3 separate regions of the Gossypium hirsutum genome follow, and regions 2 and 3 are each linked to region 1. The links are chromatin contacts, called in public Hi-C maps. All regions are on one chromosome and are shown on one strand. The core of a region is the stretch at or near the end of the contact, and the rest is flanking DNA. Distances in the headings are between cores, read along the strand shown.

Region 1 (4,812 bases), core at 1,071-3,570:
CTTACCATTTCATCCATCAAAATCATATAACATAACATATAATTAAGTTCACTCGATTTAAGCCTTTATTACTTATTGAACCAAATGAAATAACATCAAATACTCGAGAAAATGATCACACAAGCTGTGATTGTAACCATATATGCTCACACAAGCTATGGGTTGAGATGTTAAGCTACATGATGTTGCTCACACAAGCTGTGGAGAATCCATAATAAATGTAGGACCTCAGCCATTGGTAGGATATCCAAGACCAGCACCTGAAACTGTAAATAACCCCTAATGACATGTCATTTGTATCCTAAGTATTCACGAGGTTCATACAGGCCACATTACATATCCAAATAATTTAATTCCATTTTCACTATACCATTTCAAGCTCACATACATACATTTTACATTTTCCAAACAAAATCATCAATTTAATCAACATCACAATTTAGGCCAAAATCACTAATCAACATATATCATGCAATTCAACTATACCTAACATGAATAATAGTTAACATGTTACCAAAAGCAATAATTAGTAAGTTTAAACAATATACAAACTTACCAAGACAAAAACGATTGCATAAACAAGGCCGACAACTATTCTGTTACTTTAGCTTTTCATGATTCTAGTTCGATTGATTTGTTTCTTGATCTGAATAATAATTTTCGTTCAATTATTCAATTCAAACATCTCAAACAATTAAACTTAAGCTTATAACCCTTTTTAATATAAAATTAAAAAATTACCCCAACATTTTACTCTTTTTGCAATTTAGCCCCTAAACCCGAAACTTACGAATCAACCATATTTAAGCAAAATACAATCTAGCCGATTTCTATATAGTCCCTATTCAGATCACATTTATCAATTTTTCACAAGAATTTCATATAATTTTACCATTTTAACAATTCAATCCCTAAACATTAAAATTACTAAAAACTACTTTACAAAATTGTCCTATTTCTCAACCAAGCTTATTAATCTACCATAGAACTTCACAAATACCTCAAACTCATCAATGGCATAATCCAAAATGTTTAACATTTTTACGAATTAACCCCCGGGTTAGTTAGATTAAACTAAAAAGATTAAAAAACATAGAAATAATTAAAAACGGGCCAAAATTATATATCATGCATGAGTTTGAAGCTTGGCTGAATATCCCCTTAGCTAAAATGGTGGTTTTGGTTCTTAACAATGTAAAATGAAGAAGATGATGGCTTTCCATTACTTGGTTCTTAACATTTTTACACAGATTCTTCCAACCACCACAAAATATTAACATTTTTTTTTTAGAAATCATTTTCCAAAAGTCATTTTCAGTGAAACAACTTAAATAAATGTGAAATAAATAATTTTACAAAATTAAATTCTAAGTTGCTATGGAAAATTTTATACTTGTAACTGTAAAAGTTATTTGTCTTTTATTAATTACAAAGTTGACTATAATGTTAAAAAAAATAATATTATCTAATACAATATTTTTAAATAATTAATAAAGTTACCATATTTCAAACTTAAATGTTTAATAATATTCGTCTGTTTTTAGAAGTAAAAAGTTTCTTATCGTTTCTATCAGTAGCTTTTTGTAAAATTTTAGAATTATATATAATTATTTCTTCATGCATTCAGTTATTATAATTTTATTATAAATTATTAAATTTTAAAACTTTCATGTAACAAAAATCAATTTAAAACATTCTATGTTAATAAAAAAATTTAATTTACTATATTTGAATTAATATATTGTATTATTATATAATATTTTCGTCTTAAATATTCTCGTATAATTATGTTAATAAAAAATATGTGTTTTTCAAATTTTATATTAAATTTATTTTAGAATCGAGCTCAAATTTATGTTAAACTCGGAAGAGTTTAATATTGAATTATTTCAAATTTAGATCAATTTAATTATTACGAATTTTGATTTTATCAAACACCAACAAACATTCCAACTGAGTGTGTTTTACCACATCTAATTAATTTTGACAGCAAGGTACTGTTTTTTACAGTTTTACAGAAATAATGATTTCCAGTTTTTACCCCAAAAATCAGTAGAAGAGGTGAAATTAAATCCTGAAGGTTTTAATTTTACCTGGTCCTCCCATTCCCACGTAGAACCCCAAATGACAAAATCCCACGTGGTATTTACTCACTACATCTGCGTGTCGGATGCCAATTTCTGCTTCTTTAATTCCATTCACTCGCACGTGCTGGACCCCACACACGAGTCACTTGATCGTCTACGTGGCATAAAATTTATACGTGGCACTCTCAGATACATCCTCAAGGCGCCGCAGAGACTTGTAAGAGACCTTTTCCTTTTTGGTTAGTTTCCTTACAAAGAAGTTGAATGTGTTCTGTTTCCTCTCTTTTGATTTTCTTTTTCCCTTAGTTTTTGAATTTTTGTTTCGTTTTTCCCTCTTTGGGATGGAATTAGGGAGAGGCTTACTTTCGAGCTCGTGCGCTTCGCCAACGGCAGATGCGGCAGAGGATGCGTTGGCGGCGGATCGGATGGATATGGAAGCGGCAGAGATATTGGCCGCCTTGGCGCATTCGAAGAAGTGGGTTGCTGTTTCCGTCTCCGCTGAATTTGGCGCCAAATGGGGATGCAAAGGGAGGAGACTGAGGAAGCGAGCCAGTATCAGTACTGAGTCACCGCCTTCTGGCGTCGGTTCGAACCCGGTTCAATCCGGTTCGGATCTCGCTGAGGTTGGTGAATCAATCTAATTTTATCAATATATATACTTGAAAGGATAGTTTTATCGATATTTTCGATTTATTTATCTATTCTATTCTATTTTAAGAAAAAATTCTGATATTTTTTATTTAGTGGCTTTTCACTGTGTCTGCCCGGAATTAGTGATTTAAATTACCTTTTGAAAGTGATGCTCATAATTGAAAATGTGGAAATAATACATACCAAAAGAAGTTAATTCTTTTTGCTCAAAAACAAAATTATACATATTGATTTTTTTTTTCATGATACTTGAAATTTCATTTGATAAAAATGAATCTGTATTGTGAATGCTGGAAATGTCATTTTGAATAGTAAGAAAAAAAATTCTTTTACTGTTAATATATTTAATTAATATAACCAACCACTCAAATAACTTACTGATTTTCTTATAATCTGTTAAATTCTTGATCTTATCGATGTTAATATGTCAAATGCGATGCAAGAATTTGAAGATAATAGTGGAAAATATCTTAATGTTGAACACTTTGTAGTTTTGTCAGCTTTTATTTCACTTTTCTATTTCTGGGATTTAAAGGAATTAAATTATACGCGGGAAGAAGAAGAACATAGATAAACTAGTAAGAAACTGGTGGCCATAGAAAATTTTCTAATTTTAGAATGTTAGAACATAAGTAATAATCATTGATATGGAAAATGTGGTTAGCTAAACCTGTTGGGTCTTTATTGGAATTCTGATGTGGTTAGCTAGACAAGTTATCTTGTGTCTTAATTGGACGAAGTGATCTGTCACCAAGTGGCACTATTCTTATAAGTGAGAGTGACACTATTTTATGCAGGACTTGAGAACTATTTTTGTTTATAGCAGGATCAAGCTACAATAGGCCAGGAGCAAAGTCAAGTGATAAGCACATCTGTAGTTATTGAATCGGTAGTAGCTGAGTCGCTTAATGCGAGTCATCCTTGCGCTGAAAGATACCCATCCAATGGGGTGCTGAGGTCCAGTCAGAATTTAACCAAGGTATTAACTTGTTTGATTTACCATTTTGCTTTTCAAATGCTACTATTTTTGACTGATTGTTCTTTATCAGGCTGAAAAAGAAACATGTAGATTGCGTAGAATGTTAACCCATAAGGAGTCTGATTGGCAGATGATTCATGAAAGGCCGGTTGGTTGTGTTTGTGATATGTTGCATTTTTTATTTATATGTTTATTTTTAGATTTTATTAATCTACTTATACTGGTTCCTCACTTTAACTTTAGATATTATTCAGCACTGTGGGAATATCTGAGAAAGATATTTGGGAGGATAGTCAGCTGAATGAAATGACAGGGAACAATGCTCTCATAAACCCAGTGAAGACTGAGCAGAATGCTGAATCAGTCAGATCAAGTCCTGCAGGTGCAATAAAACACATGTCAGGTGGTGGGGGAAGGTCAAGACAGAATTTATCTGAGGTGGAACAACCTTTTATTTGATCTTCTTTCTTTAAGATTGATCTTTATATTTCATCTGAAGCTTTTTCTATCAGGCTGAAAAGGAAGCACGGAGATTACGTAGAATATTAGCAAACAGGGAGTCTGCTAGACAAACGATCCGCCGAAGGCAGGTAATTGATTTATTGCATGTTCAGTTCTGTTTGCTTTTAGATTATATGTTACCTTGTTGTCAGTCTCCATTTGTTAAGTTAACTGTATCTTTTACTTGCTTTGACTGTAATTTTTTTTTAGTCTAATGAGAATGTCTCTGAAATTTATTTTCAGAAAGCCTTATCCATTTCCGTTTCCCTTTTTTCCTTCATCTAATTTAAAACCACGACTCTTATGGCACAATTATACTGCCTTCCCCTTGTCACATTTCTTGAAATGACGTACTGTGAATGATTGCTCAGCTCGTCAAAGGGAGATTGAAACCTTAGGACTTGTTAGAGAGACAGATCTTTTTAGGGTTTTCTTTTCTGATAAAAAATTTGCTTAGTGTTTTATTGTTTTGTATGTCCTTTTAAATAAGGATCAGTCTTATTACATAGAGAGAAACCTATTCTTAAAAGGAAGTTACGTGATGGATAAGTAGTTTGTCCTAAAATGAGTATGCAAAAGTTTGTTTTAGTTTGA
Region 2 (4,812 bases), core at 1,167-3,666, 480 kb before region 1:
CTCTTGCTTTGGGGCTATTTTTAGCCCTTGGAATGGCAGCTTGGCTTCTGTTAGAGTTATTTTCAACCAAGGTTGGCTTGTGCATATCAGAACTCACATGACTTGAGCTGACTTCAGCAATAATACCAGCAGACTGTGACTTCATGGAATCTTGATTTGTTTCATTACTTGAAGTCTTCATAGAGCACTGGCATCTCTGACAAATTAATTGACTTGTATTCAAGTCCAAGTCTTCTTTAGACGTATTAGCAGCAGAAGAGGAATCCTGCTTCGTTTTTTTCTTGACAGAACTCTTGTTCCTGACAATTGTTTTAGCCACCCGGGGCACATTCCTTGTTGTACTGCTTGCTTTATTGCCATCGGTCAAGCTGGATGAAGGAACAGCATGCAACCTGCCTTTCCGTCCCGACTTTGGCACAGGTGATCTTTTTGGTACCTTGGTTGAAGCAGGCACGGTACTCTCAGGTTCTAATGTATTATCATCAGCATAAGAACATGATGGAGAAGATGCAGAAGTATGCTTTTCTTTCCGACGCATCTCTGCCTTTGGTGCTGGAGTTCCAACTTTTCTGGATGTAGAACTATCAGTTTGAGTTGATGTAGAAGTTCCAGTGCTAATTTGCATTGTTGCACGAGGAAACTGTGGTGAAGAATTAGAACTTTGGCTCATCAACTTATTCTTAGGAGCTTGACGTGGGGCAGCCATCATCCTAGAAGAAGTCGGTTTGTCATCTTCAGGCACAAAAGATATTTCAACCATGCTCCCCTTATGTTCATTTCCTGGAACACCAGGGTCAACTACAACTGGATTGAACGAACTCTTTACCCTTCCAGCTTCAGAGGCGCCAGGGGAACTAATTGACATTGACAACCATTTCATAGCAGCCATTTCCGATGCTTTAGAAATACAAAGATCCCTTAATGCCTGTTTCAATGACAACGGCTCTGAACCACCAATTCTCGGGGAGTGGGGTATCCCCACAGCAATTGGTTTCTTCAAAGCATTTTTCTTTAAAGAAATCGAGCTAGTACCTCCTTGGTACGAAACACTTAAACCTGTAGGACCTTTGACATTGATAGCCTCAAAAAGCTGGTTAATATCATTTTCTAGAGAATTCTTGCATCCCAGTTTCTGCACAGGTGGCTTCTGATCCTTTTCACCAATGCCCAATCCTATGTGCGGTCGGTATGTCCGTCTAGAACGTTGTACCGGTTTTAGCTCTTCACCTGCTTCAACAATTTCAAAAGAACCAGAATATGAACCCATCTTAACTGTTACACTGGCACTAACTTTTCTCAGCTGTATCTTCAAAGTTTTATTATACCCTCAAAAATTATACTAATTCATGTTTCCGCATAAACCAACTTTAACGATCCAAATGCGTGCAAACTTGTGAGCATGCTTTAAGCAAATCGATTTTAAAGCTCCTATATTCCGAGAACCTAAACACAATCACCAAATGGAAACAGTTAAAACCAGAAGTATCAAAGAAAGGTCATGTCAAAAACTATTATGATATATCAATATATATAAGGGTTATAGATATCAAACCACAAATAAATCACATCAAAATGACTGCCAAAAGATTTTCAAAAATGGAAAATCTTCGATATGCTAGCACCAATCACAATTCACAAGTACCCCAGAGATATCATGATGCTTTAGCATAAAAAGACTGAACTGTGAACCTAATCAAATCAGCTAACTAATGAAAATCACTACTGCTACAATGGCGCTTTCCACGCTTTTAATGTATCATAGCCAATTCATACGCAACACTTGTTAGATTTAAACTTTAAAAAATTAGCAAAGAAAATGATAGCCAAACATAAATTTTAAACTCTACTTTTTCACATATTTTTTCATTATTTTTCTTTCTTTCAGATGTAATAGATCAGAAGTAGAAAATGAAGACAAATCCAAGCTGCAAAGTAAGCTTTGTTCCATTTCTAGCTTTAACAAAAAAGAAGACCACTACGGATCCAGCTACCATATGAAACACAAACACTCTTTTAACTGCCAACCATAGCCCAACCCCCTCCAAAGGAAAAAAGAAAAAAAAAGCAGAAAATCAAGACAAAACCCAGAAACAGGATAGTCCAACATCCTTAAATGTCATTGCATGTATTAAATCCAACCCCAAGAAAAAAAAACAAAGATTCAACCCCCCCCCTCCCCAGCAACAGACAAAAAGCCAAAACTTGAATCCATAGAAAAAGACAGTACCTTAGGAAAGGAGAGAGAAGTGAAAACAATGAGGAACAGGTTCTGGAACTAAAATGTTGACATGAGAAAGTATACAAACAGTTGTTTAGGAATTGGAAACCCTACACCAAAAATGCAAGAACCTAAAGAGAGGCTTTGAGGAGGAAGAAGCAGAAGAGAGAGAAAGAGTAAGAGCACCAAAATAGAGAAATAGAAAACATTAGTTTTATTATTTTACGTTGGGGCTCTGATTATTTTGAAGGATGGAAGTGGGCCCACCATGTATTAAAGTGGGTCTCACGTAGTCGGCAATAGGGAACGGTAGATGTACTCACTGCCTAGGCGATCATACTTCAAAAAGTCATTTAACAAGGGAAATATTTTGTAAAGTTATGCATTTAGTTTTTTATTTTAATTTGATTATTTTTAATTATATTTTTTAAAATTTTAAAATTTTAATTTTGATATAAATAAGAGCACTTTAAAATATTTAGTTAAATTAATTAATATTATTATACCATGCTTATACTTGCATATTTAGTCTATATTTTCTTGAAATTTTAGTATTGTTGCAAATGATAATCATTAATCAGTTACTAAATATGCTCATAAGCCAGGCCAGGCCGGGCCGGGCTCAACTAAAAACTTAGGTCCATTTATTAGGCTCGGGCCTAAAAATGGGCCTAAAATTTTATCCAAGTCCGACCTAGATAAAAATGCTAAAACCCAGGCTCGACCTACTCGTATTAATTTTTTATATAATTTTTAAATACATATAATATATCAAAAATACTAAAAACATCAAAATAAATATTTCCTAACAAATTGAAAATAAATTTTAAAAAATATGTAAACTTAATTGACACTAAGATAAATACAACTTAACAAGTAAATGCCTCTAAAATAATAACAAAATTAGCAAATATCTTTAAAATAATAATAAAATTAACAATAAAATAATTTTTATACAATATCAAACAATAACAACAAAACAGTAACAATATAATAATAAAATGGTAGCAAAATAGGAAGAAAACAATAAGAAAATAACATTAAAAAAAAGAGCAAATTTTTTTTGTCCTTTAGTAAATTCGAGCAGAGCCGAGCTGGGTCGGGCTAAGGCCAAAAATGTCTTACCCGAGGCTTGGCTCATTTTTTAAACGAACCTTATTTTTTTATTCAAACTCATTTTTCGGGCCTAAATTTTTGCCCAAACCTCCCACATTTCGGGCGGGCCTTTGGGCCGGCCCGAGTGGCCCTACCTATGATCAGGTCTATCAGTTATCATAATATTGCACATGTGACAATATATTTATTGTATCAAATTTTAAAAATAATATAACTTAATAATTTTAACAATTATCGTTTGATGAAAATTAAAATTTTAAATTTTAAAAATATATAAAAAATAAAAAGTGGCAATATTAAATTCATAATTTTGGCAAAATAAAAGGATTGAATAGCACAACTTAATCTATTGGTAATATTGAAATATTGAGTGTTTAAGATTGAATATTATTTTTTTAACGTTATGTATAAAATCGATACGATTGTGTTTACACATCTTTTCAAAAAATAAATAAATTTATTTTAAATATGATATTAATAATATATATTTGTTTAAATTTAATATCGTCATATTTAAATTTTAGGGACATTCCTCCAAAGATAACTTTGTTTAAATTGCAAACATATCCATACTTTCTTTTGTACCATTATTGGTTCTTTTAACCAAAAATAGGATCCAATACTAAATTGAACTCATCCCCAATTTATTAGATTTCATATCTAGTTTGAATCCAGGTCAAACAATTTTTGTAAATGTACAATCATGAAATAGGTGTGATAGTAAGTTAATTTTATATGTTTAATATACTTAATTTTGGTAAATTTTTTAATAGATTATTACTAAGTTGGTGATCTCTTGCTTAAATTTTATCAGGGACGCAATTGGAGTGCTGAAATTCAAAAACAAACAAATACAAACTAAATTGGGGCGAAAAGCAAATTTAGGGGCTAAAGTAAAAATTCAGAGTAGTTTGGGTTGCTGAAGAAAAAAAATCAAAGGTTGACTTTGAAGGATTCAAATATTCTGTTGAACGAAAATCTTGAAAAATCGGATTTTTACTTAAACATTGGTTAGTGCTTAGTTGTCACTAGGAATTTAAGCATAAATTGTGAGACTTGGTTCCTTGGGAACTAGTATAAAAAGGGGTGTAATCGGGCATTGAGAGGACGGTTGAGAATTTATTTTGAGAGGACCATTGAGAATTTATTTTAGAATTTACGTCAGTAACATCTTGAAGTTTGCTGCCTTATTTTTTTTTCTTTTTATATTTTGGTGAAATTGCTTCTCAAGTTCCCTCCATTTACTTTCATAACCTTGCATTCTATCTAAACTCCCAAAATTTCATTGAGCATGACCAAATTCATGTTCAACTAATCCTCGCTTAGTTTTAGGCAGGTAATCAATCCAACCGAGAATCATGAGAGATAAACCCGTGCTAAAAACCTTCAACACGGTATTCATTATCTCTCTGGAATATGGGACAGGTATAATCATCTCTCTAAGTTAACTCGATTTCAACTCAGAAAGGGTAATCATC
Region 3 (4,812 bases), core at 1,489-3,988, 280 kb after region 1:
CTTGATGTGCTTGTTTTTGATTGAAAACGTTCCAAAAGGCATTGTAAATGTCAAGTACGAAGAAAGAGGAGCTGTTGGTTTCTTTGTTGAGATCGTTCACTGCTTGAGCCAAGAGCTGGTTATGGAGACCAACGAGGGCGTTTTCACTTTCGTTGCATTGCTCAAAGGAGAATTGGGCAGTGCTTCGAGGGAGGCACCCCAATGGTTGCAGTGCACTCGCCGCTATTTTCCTCACTCCCAAGTTATGGATGCGTTTCAAGTTCACCTTCATTTGGTTCACAACCCTTCCAATGAAGACTGGAAATCCCTGAATTTTCACACCAAATTTCTCTTTTCAACCCTCATTTTTCTTTCTTTTTCATAATATCTATATTAAACAACAATTCTGTCAAACGAGTGGATTTGGTAGACTAGCCATAAACAAATTAAAACGACAATGTTTTTTTTTCTTTGCATGCATAAGATCACAAGGACAAGACAATGAAATCAGTATAAGTTACATATCCAAGGTAAAAATACCATAGAGGCGCCTATATTAGGAATCAGATTATATTTTACCCCCTCTAATCAAAAAATGAGCAAAATAATCCCTATACATTAGACCAAAAAGTAAACAGATCCTTTTGTTAAAAATTTCATCCATTTCTGCTGTTAAAAATCGATCCACATGTCACTATCTAATTATTCTGCCAACCGCGTCAATCTTTTAACAATACAAATTGATAAAAATTTTAATAGAAATAACCATTTTGCTTTTTAATCTAATGTATAGAGATTAATTTGTCTATTTTTTTAGTAAACAAAGCAAAATGCAATCTGATTCCAAGATGTAGCTGACCACACATAAGATTGGGACACCACAAAAAAAACCAAATATAACCAAGTCATAATTTTGGCTAAGTGCCAACATGAAGTCAAATTTTTGTACCTAATATCATGACAGCACCTTTCACAATAATTCTTTGTCCCTTTCTTAAATTTTAATGAATTTTTTCTTCAATTGGGCCTTCTGTCCTTTTTTGCAAATGAGCTATATTATTTAAATCATTATCTGGTAGAGGAAGTGTCATTACAAGTGGGGTTCAACAAGTTCAAGCATACAATCATTGAAGGTTGGATTGGTGACACATGGCACATAGTGAGCATATATATATATATGAATATATGTGAGGTGTTATTATTACCGCAGTAGAGCCGTTGGTGGCAATGTAATTAGAGTAGTCATTGCCTGCAAGACTGACAAGCGCAACAGAAGTTTTCAAGGCCCTCTTGGGGTAGACCGAGTCATTGAGAAGCTGTTGCAAGAAATCGATCTGGGTTGTCATGTTTGGCTCAGGAGCTGGCGTGTCGAAAACACCGGTTCCTCCATAAGCAAAGTTCAACCCATACTTGAGACGACCCCCCAGTTCTTTCCTGTATCTGTAGGGCACTGGTGTCTTAATCGCCAAGTACCCAGCTGCTTGTCATAAAACAACCCAATTAATTGTTTACTAATAAAATCAATATTTATGGTACTGTGATGATTCAGAAAGTTATTGTCAGTAAACTGCATAATCCTATGGCTGGAAAGCACCATAATAGTAAAGTTGATGGGATTAAAAAACCTAATGTTACTTTTAGAGTTGATGAACTAGAAAAGAAATTGTTAACTATTATAAACTTTACTCCAAGACAGCTCCTTGTTGTCATGAGTTGTCTGTAACTTTGAGTTTAATGCTTTAATACATTGTGAGTGCTACACTAAGGTTAAAAGGTATAAAATGTAAATCATAGTTACATTCCATTGATTCAACTTAATTAAAGGGGGGAGGGGGAGGTAAGAAAGTGAAGAAAAGGGGTTGTTGAAAGAAGCAATTATTTATAATGGGATGCAAAGAGGCACTGAAAAGAATGGTTAATGTTAAAATAATAGTGAAGAAATCAAAAGTTTACAATACTTGGAATCGCGTGAAAAAGTTGGAAAATGATCTCACAAGAAGGATAGAAATAGGAAGAAAAAAAGAAGAAGAAAAAGAGTGAGGTCGGGCACTCAGACTCTGCTGATCAGTATAAAAACAAAGCAAAATTATTATGGCAGAAGATAGAAGGAGGAACCCACACCACATAACTCAGGTTCAATATAATATTATTAAATTGTAGTACAATAAATAAGAAGTAAAGCAAAGCCCATTAGTTGTACAAAAGAGAAAGAGCCAAAGCTAAAGCTAAAGGTAAAGCTAAAAATTAAAAGACTTGAAAAGATGAACACTATCATTTTTTATCCTAAAAAGGATAGAGAGAGAGAGAGGGGTACCGATGAAATCAGTCAAAACACGACCATCAGAGAAACGGCCAGCAGGTTTCCCGGGGAATGTAATTCCATAAGGAAGTTTCCAGGAACTTGCCAAAGCTTTCCTGTTGTTCCCTGTATCAGCGTAGGAATCCCCGAACACAAACAACATCTTGGGTCTGAAACCAAAGGTCCACACCCTTGACCCTTCAACAACATGTTGCTCCTCACCTACATAATTCATTCACAGAAATCAAAAAGATTAAAGATAAAAAAATAAAAAAATAAAAACTCTTCCAGTTCCAGGCCACATGTATAATGAAGCAAAGGGTTGTTTGGTGTTACCTAAGAAGAGGGAGAAGAGGAAGAAACAAAGCAAGGAGAAGAGAGGGGTGGGAGTGTCCATGACAACGAAATTAAGCAGGGAAGCAACTGTTTTTAGACAAACAAAAGAGAGGGAAGAAGAGGAACGGGTTTATTGTTTGTAGGGTAACCGGGAATCTCAACACTTTATATAGTGGGAGGAGGGTAACGCTTTTCCATTTAAGCGGTTGGTCAAATTTCAATAAAGTCGTCGTCAATTATATTTTCATATTAATTTAAAAAATAACATCTTTCAAATAACCAAAAAGAAAATTTCAAATCATATTACACAATTTTTCTTTATTTCATCCAACCAAAATAAAAAAAAAACTGTCCTCCAAATATGAGAAGTCAGCCTTTTCTTTGGATATTGGTAGAAAATTAGGATGAGTAAAATTTGATTCAATTTGTATTTTAAATTTTAAATTTGAATTGAGTTGAATTTTATAATTCGAATAATAGATTAATATAAATAATATTATGATCCATGTCAATTTTAAAAGTAAACAATTGACCTTATTGTCAACAAAAATTACAAAATAAATTCAAAATATTTATAAAAATTTTAAAATTTATATTTAAAAAAATATATAAACAACATTAAAATTTTAAAAATGTTCTAAAATAATAATTTTGGGAATTTAAATAACTTAATTAATTATTTAAGTTTATCATATTAAAATATTTTTTTCTTTGAAAAAAAATTCAAATATATATAGTTTCAATTTTACGTGCTCTAACATGTAATTAGTTATATTGTAACAAGATTTTAATTTGACATGTTTAATTTTTTAATTTAAATCGAACAATTTCACTTGATTCGATTTGACTTGAATTTCATTTCACACTAATCGATTCGAAAAAATTTCAAATCAAGTTAGGATGATAAAATAAAATTCGTCTACTCAACTAACTCGAAATTTTTTCACTCGATTATATCGAACGCTCGCCCCTATTGGCAATTAGCTTAAAATATGAATTTCCTCCCTCTACTTTCAATGATTGGGTTCCTCAATTAAAAAATAGATAAATTAATTTATGTACTTAGATTAAAATTAAAATTAGTCTTTTTACTAAAAATTCCATTCATTTCTACAATTAAATAATGACGTGACTTATAGAATAAATAGGCAACGATACATGGTGCATCATGTATACTTCATATTGATATAATATTTTTGCTTACCATGTCAACAAATATTAAAAATAAAAAATCTTAAAAATAAAAAAAGCTTTAATAATTATTTGAAAATTCATGTCCAAGATTAACCTAGATAAATAGTTGTCTAAGTTCATCCTAAATGTATTTTTTTTCAAATAATTATAAAAAAATGATATAAAAAATTATTTAAAAATTATAACAACTTGTAAAAAATTAATATAAATTATTTAAAATTACAATATATATTGAAATTGATGAATTAGTATAAATATAAATTTTTTAAAAGAAAATAATTAGAAAAGTAATGAAATTTTTAATGGAATGAAGTTGTTTATTCCTCCATTTTAACCACCACTAAGTGGACCAAAATCATGAAATATGTTACAAATCTAGATAAAAAAAATTAAGAGAATATAAGTCAAAGTAAATGGCGAGAAATATTAATATTGCTCACTCAAAATTCATCCGGCTCGGCTTGAAGACCCGTTCAAAATGTGAGAGGGTTTGGACAAAAATATAGGCTCGAAAAATAGGATTAAACAAAAAAAAGACCCATTTAAAAAATAAATCGGGCCTCGGGTAAGGCATTTTTGGCCTAGGCCCAGCTCGAATTCATTAAAGGACAAAAAAATCTACCTTTTTTGTATTTTAATATTATTTTCTTGTTGTTTTCTCCCTATTTTGCGACTATTTTGTTGTTATTATTTGGATATTATATAAAAACTTATTTTATTGGTAATTTTGTTATTATTTTAGAGGATTTTGCTTATTAAGTTAGATCTACCTTAGTGTTATTTAAGTATACATATTTTTTAAATTTTATTTTCAATTTGTTGTGAGATATTTATTTTGATGTTTTAGTATTTTTTATGTATTATATATATTTAAAAATTATGTAAAAATATAAAAAAAAAACTAATACTGGCAAGCTGGGTCGAGCTTGGGAAAAATTTTAAGCCCATTTTTCGGACTGAGTCCAAGCGTAACAAATAGGCTTAAATTTTTTGTTGAGCCCAGC

What was found. Hi-C and Micro-C count contacts between places; a contact is called where the count stands out from the background.
Region 2: a contact with region 1 is called in a Hi-C map of leaf, with 2.9 times the contacts expected there. The contact joins the promoter of LOC107948251 here to the promoter of LOC107948390 in region 1. A contact is called at or near these places in 11 of 34 Hi-C or Micro-C datasets (anther, callus, hypocotyl and 2 more).
Region 3: a contact with region 1 is called in a Hi-C map of hypocotyl, with 2.1 times the contacts expected there. The contact joins the promoter of LOC107948466 here to the promoter of LOC107948390 in region 1. A contact is called at or near these places in 7 of 34 Hi-C or Micro-C datasets (callus, hypocotyl, leaf and 1 more).

The regions. Positions count from the first base shown.
Region 1 is chrA04:49,448,667-49,453,478 of Gossypium_hirsutum_v2.1, forward strand. LOC107948390 reads left to right here and starts at 2,321. Exons shown (of 9, transcript XM_016882925.2): 1 at 2,321-2,710; 2 at 3,562-3,717; 3 at 3,788-3,865; 4 at 3,961-4,155; 5 at 4,230-4,307. The coding sequence starts at 2,429.
Region 2 is chrA04:48,963,580-48,968,391 of Gossypium_hirsutum_v2.1, forward strand. It overlaps LOC107948251 (serine/threonine-protein kinase D6PKL1), which reads right to left and starts at 2,417. Exons shown (of 3, transcript XM_016882736.2): 1 at 2,228-2,417; 2 at 1-1,443. The coding sequence starts at 1,267.
Region 3 is chrA04:49,732,292-49,737,103 of Gossypium_hirsutum_v2.1, forward strand. LOC107948466 (GDSL esterase/lipase At5g03610-like) reads right to left here and starts at 2,739. Exons shown (of 5, transcript NM_001327546.1): 1 at 2,615-2,739; 2 at 2,294-2,500; 3 at 1,185-1,456; 4 at 1-307. The coding sequence starts at 2,675.